Regions from separate parts of the Mus musculus genome. Here region 2 is linked to region 1. The links are chromatin contacts, called in public HiChIP or PLAC-seq maps. All regions are on one chromosome and are shown on one strand. The core of a region is the stretch at or near the end of the contact, and the rest is flanking DNA. Distances in the headings are between cores, read along the strand shown.

Region 1 (3,105 bases), core at 36-2,535:
GGAGCCGAGTTAGGTTTGGTGCTCTTCCAAGGGCTTGATGCCCCATAAGGAGATCCTCACAAGGGACTTCCAATGGACTCCTTTCCCAGGGAGCCACTTGGAGGCTGTGCTGTCTCTTGGGTTTTTCAGACAATGCTGCTGACCATGTGAAACCACATATTGTCGGGAGTTTTGTTTATTCTGTGCTAGCATAAAACTCAGTACTAATTTTCTTGCTTTATTTTCTTCTTTCAGACTTTTGATGCAAATGATTTGTATCAGGGGCAGAACTTTAACAAGGTCCTCAGCTCCTTGGTGACACTAAATAAAGTGACAGCAGGTAAGACTCTTTAGGTGTCCTCCCATTGAGGATGTGAAGGCTCATGGCTTTGGTTTTCTGTCCTCAAGGTAAAATGAGCCTTTGTTCATTTGTTCATTTGGCATTTCACCTTCCGCTGATGGTGGTCTGTGAGTGCTGGGGCAGCACTTCCTGGTGCAGGGAGCCTTCACTCCTCAGCTGCCCTTTCCCTGAGCCCTGCATCTCCTGCCTCCTGACTTTACAGCAGGAGTGGGGGCTGTTGGTTCAGAACACTGGGCTGTGCCACTGCTGGGGTGTGGCTGTGTCTTCACTGGTACACGGTTAAGATTCAGAGCATGTGGTACTTTCACACTCCTTACCACTCACAATGTTGGTGTCTTAGTCAGGGTTTCTATTCCTGCACAAACATCATGACCAAGAAGCAAGTTGGGGAGGAAAGGGTTTATTCAGCTTACACTTCCATACTGCTGTTCATCACCAAGGAAGTCAGGACTGGAACTCAAGCAGGTCAGGAAGCAGGAGCTGATGCAGAGGCCATGGGGGGATGTGACTTACTGGCTTGCTTCCCCTGGCTTGCTCAGCCTGCTCTCTTATAGAACCCAGGACTACCAGCCCAGAGATGGTCCCACCCACAATGAGCCCTCCCTCCCCTTGACCACCAATTGAGTAAATGCCTTTCAGCTGGATCTCATGGAGGCATTTCCTCACCTGAAGCTTCTTTCTCTGTGATGACTCCAGCTGTGTCAAGTTGACACACAAAACCAGCCAGTACAGTTGGTTTCCAAGTCCCTTGTTTAGTGTGGCCTTGAGTCCCACAATGATTTTTGGTCAGCGGTGGGCTGTGCTGTGGTGCATGCCTGGGTAGCCTCTGCCAGCTACTTCTGTGTGTGCTGTCTTCAGACATGACTGGCTTATATGACATGTGGCTGTTCATCCCTGCCTCCACGGTGTGGCTTGTGTGGCGTGTGGTCTTGGAGAAGGGCATGTGTGCTGTGTGCTGGAGACTTAAGTGCCTGGCAGTTCCTCGTTGAGCAGTTCCTGTTGTTCCAGACATCTATAGACTGGCGTGAATGACATTAGAGAACCAGTAAGTCAGTCGTCTGCAGACTGCTCCTGGAGAGGTAATTGGGGGATGACCGCGTCATTTACGGAGCAGAAGAATCTGCTCTTTGTTAGTGTGAATGGCCTGCTTTGTTGTGGACTTCTGGTGTGTCCCTCCACACTGGCCCGGTTTTAGACCCAGTGTGTGTTGAAGGCACATGGTATCAGGCCTTCAGCACTTCTTGTGTGTGTTCCACCTTTTCAGACATTGGACTAGGAAGTGATTCTGTGTGTGCTCGGCCTTCGTCCCATCGGATAAAGTCTTTTGATTCCCTGGGATCCCAGTCTTCACACAGTAGGACTTCAAAATTGCTTCAGAGCCAGTACCGAAGCTTGGTAAGTAAGATGTTTTATTTTTTGATTCAAAGACATTTTGGGCACAAGGGTCTGCAAAAGTGCTTGGGAGGATCCGTGAGCCCATGCAGACGGGATGTGGGACACCTTGGGCTCCTGGCGTTGCTGGGTGGCTCCTGCTGTGTGTGGTGGCATGTGCTTTTCACTGGACTCCACAGATACTGAGCCAAGTGCTCTTGGACACTTGCTTATCTGGGTTTATCCTGAAGGCTGCAGCTGCTTCTCTAGAGAGGTGAATGCTTTGACATCCAGCCCTCAGGTAATCGCTCGCTGTGCACATGAATTTGAGAATAAACATCACCTTTATGCATAAACCTGGCTCCACAGAGAGAGCATGATTCAGGAGCCTGCTGCCAGGAGAACAGGGCAGGCCCCAGGTTGTGGGGCAGGCACTACAGTGAGGATGCACAGCACTCAGAGGCGCTCAGGGCTGTGTTCAGCTGTATCCTTACGCCTCTTTTTGTTTTTTACATCCCTCTGAAGCCACCCAAACTCAATCTCGTGAACTCCTTAAGATCCCATTAGCAGACCCCACAACTTCCTTTTTGAGTTACGTTAGAGCACATGGGAAACCGTGTCCTGTTAAGCCTTTGGAAGGACTTGCTCATTTGACTCATAGCAGGAGTGCTTCCAGTTTCTCTGAGACTCTTGGGGAATCGGGACTGCCATCCATCCCACTGGCTGGAAAGATTGCGTGGTGGGGGCACCTGCTAAGCCGTGCAACTCCCTTAGAGCAGAAGACTGAAGTCAGCTCTTTCTCTGCCTAAAGCCTGCTTCCTAAGCCTTCCTCAGTCAGCTCTGGCTGCCCTGGACTGAGAATGTGTGTGTGGGGGAGGAGGTTGCAGCCTCTGTCCTGGTGCTGTTGGGGGGATGGCAGCCCTTGTTCCCCAAGAGGAAATGTGAAACTTCTCAGAACAAGAAAACACACAATTGGCATAGTGAAAGGGACAACAGGTATTTCTTGCTCAGAATCTAAGTGTGGATTTCTGACACATTCCTCTTATGTTTTTAAAAGCCATTTTACTAGTGTGTAGGCGACTCTCAGCACGGGCTACATGCTCTGTGGGCTTCAGATGAGGGTTTTCTCATGGGTGAGATGCACTGTCATGCTTTGCCTTTTGAACTCTGATGCTGTTGAATGTTTGGGTCTGAGTGTCCATCCACTGATAGCTGAGTGTGGCTGTAGTACCCAGTGTGGCTCTCAGCGTGGCGGGGTTAGTGTGAGCATCACTCCCATGTCCCTCGTCTCTGGGAGGAATGACTAGATTGTAATGGCATTTCCCCCTTTCTTGGAGCTGGGGACCCTAGACTCTGATGCTTTCCTGACACTGCTCTGGTACCAGTCTCCAAGT
Region 2 (2,898 bases), core at 303-2,802, 980 kb after region 1:
ACTATGAACTCAGGCTGTCCTAGAACTCAGTGCATAGATCAGTCTGGCCTCAAACTCACAGAGGTCTGCCTGGCTCTGCCTCCTGAGTGCTGGGATTAAAGGTGTATGTCACCACACCTGGCCTCTTCATTTTTATTACCAGGTGGTTTGTATCATGGACGTCAGGGTTCAGTGTGAGTTTGCCAGTTCTAAGAGACTTCTCTCACTGGGCTTCCTGCTCCTAATCCAGCTCTGGGAATCCAGACCTTCCTGTTCAGCCCCCAGAGTCCATATTCCCGGATACAAAGTGAAACCACTTAACCACCAAGGGCCTTCTGGTGTTTGAAGTAAGTGATTCCTTAGGCATAAAACCCCCAAGCTAATGGATGGTCCGTGTCCAACACAGTGGAAGCAGGCTATAGGATGAACTTGTAAAGTTTATACTTAACACATATTTAACAAGGCGGCAACTAGACAAGTTTGTCCAGCGCCTGCCTGCCTTCAGAGGCCGGTGTGTTGTGATTAGACATTTCTGAGCAATCATTCCAGCTGTATAGTTAGCCTTTAGGTTAAATGTTAAAGGTTGGATAAATCATGTTACTCCTTGCACCAAAGCTTACCCACTCGTGGAGCCCTACTGCACGTCTACTCATCAGGACAAGCAATCATCAGATGCTTTCATTCCATGCCGGAGCCTGGATTTAATAAGCCAGGGGAGAGAGGCTTGTACCATTACGGCCAGTTAGGTTTCCAGAAATGAGAACGCTGTCCTCAGTTTACAGTTAGCTGAGCTGGCATGACTGTTAACAGGCACGCGCTGTGCCTCCCTGCCTGGGGCCCTGCTGGAGGATGTGCTCCCAGCTGCACACACAAACTGCTGTGGGCGCCTGCGCCCTCTGCTTGACACCGACAGGCCGGGTGCGAGATTCCTACATCTCAGACTTACAAATGTTCTTTTAACCGAGTCAAACGCAGGTAAGAGTGCTATTTATTTGTAATACAAATCAATAGAAAGCCATTTTTACAGCACTGGAAATATGACAAGATTGAGTAGGTACTATTTTTGCCTGGCTGGGATGCTGATGGCCGAGGAGCTCAGGGTGGATGCAGAGTTCTAGAGGTTAGGCATCTGTCTCTTGGGTCCTCACTCACCTTTGTTTCTGCCTCCACCTGGGTGGGTACCTGGGGCTGCTGGTTAGCTTTTTCAGACTGTCTCCTGGTCTGTAAAGCAAGGACTGTAGGTGCTGCCCACTCCCAGGGGCCCACAGTGTTTAGGACACAGTCCCTCCATGTGGTTGATGCACCTTGAGTGGGGCACCTCATTTTGGACACCATGTGCTGTCCTGCTTCTCAGCAGACCTGCACTCCCTCTTCATGGGGCATCTGAAAACCTGCCTGGATGTTTGTAAAGGATGCAGACAGCATACCATATCCCTGTGCACAGTCCACAGCTCTGCTGTTTCTGTCCTGGCCTCCTCCCCGGTTTGGACAACAGTTCCCATTCTGATGGAGACCAGTTCTATAGTTTGTACTCTGGATCCCGCCCCAACCCTCTTCCTGTTTGGGTGACATCATCTACCCCATGGCGTATAGTCAGTCAGTGTCCTCATTGCTCATTCATGGCTTACCAAATGGAGCTGACCAGACTCTCCTCCCTCCCACCTTGTCTTATCCCACTCTCAGGGGTGGGGGAAGGTGTTCACCCCAGCATCTTCTTGACCTCGGTGATATCCCTCTCACCTGACTAAAGCATCTTCAAGTGGTCTACATACTCACACTTTATGTCAGAGATGGAGATCCCCATTTTGGGGTAGCCACTTCAGGATGGAGAAGCAAACTGAATACAAGCCAGGATTCCTGGTAGGACGTGATCGCCTTTTGACATCACAGATAACAGTTGAAAGAAGAAGATGTACTTTTAGCTTATGGTTTCAGACCATGAAAACAAGGTCCACTGGGCATCATTGTGGGATTACATGAAGATCAAAGGACTTGCTTCTTGGTAGGTGGCCAGGAAAGAAGTGAGAGAGGAGAGGAAGGAGAGAGACAGAAGTGGGGAGAGGAAATGAGCCAGAGATCGAACCAGGCATCCCAGAGACAAGGTATGTCTTTGTCTTTCCAGGGCACAATCCCAGTCACCTAGTTTTTCTAGTACCTTCCAGTGACCCCAGTATTTATGAATTCATTACTATGTTAATCTGTTGATCAGGTCAGAACCTTCATAGTCCAGTTGTCTGCCATGACTGACTGGCAGCTGGGGGTCACACCATGATAAGCCTTTTGCAGGGGGATGCTTTGTATTCAGACCATACCATTGGTCCAGCAGGTCCCATTGGGCAACATCCCGAGGGCTGAGGGACTGACTGAGTCTGAGCTGGGTAGTGTGTCCAGTGGAGAAAGGGGGCAGTGTGAAGGCTGTGGGGGCCTGAGCGTCTGATGCCTGGTGCCTGCCTTGTTGCTTGCCATCACCCTTAGGTGCCTTGTGAACTCTTCTCCCCTTGTTAGGACCCTGGCCCCAGCACTGAGGCCTCCTGTCTCTGTCACTCCCTTATCTTGGGAGGAGATAACCTCCCTGTGTGTGCCAGGGATCCTGTGCCCGTGTACAGCTGCTCTGTGACCTCTCTGCTGGCTGATGCTCACCTTCGTCTTAGCTGTGGTTGGAGGAAGCGCTGCAGGGCAGTTCTGAAGGGAGCATTCCCGGGCTCTGGAGCGGTTAACAAGTCTTTCAGTCTTGTTCAGCAGTATCGCAGATTCTAGATTCTCTTTCCTTAGTTCATTGCATACAATCCCAGGGATGTGGGACAGACTGGACTCTGAAGGCTTCTGGCCCTTCAAGCCGAGTTCCTAAGCTCTCTGCCTTCGTGCCTCCGATGATATCCTGTGCCTTCCCGGGCTCCTGCCCACCCCACTGACTACCCG

The links. HiChIP or PLAC-seq counts read pairs in DNA pulled down with a chosen protein or histone mark.
Region 2: a contact with region 1 is called in an H3K4me3 HiChIP or PLAC-seq map of bone marrow-derived macrophages, with 5 times the contacts expected there. The contact joins two enhancer-like sites. A contact is called at or near these places in 7 of 39 promoter capture datasets (the 3T3-L1 cell line, cranial neural crest, hippocampal neurons and 3 more), 3 of 115 datasets of contacts at active chromatin or transcription factors (bone marrow-derived macrophages, embryonic forebrain and stem cell-derived neural progenitor cells) and 1 of 9 other capture datasets (embryonic stem cells).

Annotation. Positions count from the first base shown.
Region 1 is chr8:11,780,921-11,784,025 of GRCm38.p6, forward strand. It overlaps Arhgef7 (Rho guanine nucleotide exchange factor (GEF7)), which reads left to right. Exons shown (of 22, transcript NM_001372321.1): 3 at 235-319; 4 at 1,605-1,735. Among named protein-coding and RNA genes, the nearest start is that of Arhgef7, 54 kb to the left of the region's middle. Within about 2 kb of position 1,286, at least 12 of the 459 cell types and tissues checked have an H3K27ac peak or open chromatin away from gene starts, as enhancers often do. A contact at or near this core is called in bone marrow-derived macrophages, where this site is marked.
Region 2 is chr8:12,760,604-12,763,501 of GRCm38.p6, forward strand. The region is part of intron 1 of Atp11a (ATPase, class VI, type 11A); the gene reads left to right. Among named protein-coding and RNA genes, the nearest start is that of Atp11a, 5.0 kb to the left of the region's middle. Within about 2 kb of position 1,553, at least 15 of the 459 cell types and tissues checked have an H3K27ac peak or open chromatin away from gene starts, as enhancers often do. A contact at or near this core is called in bone marrow-derived macrophages, where this site is marked.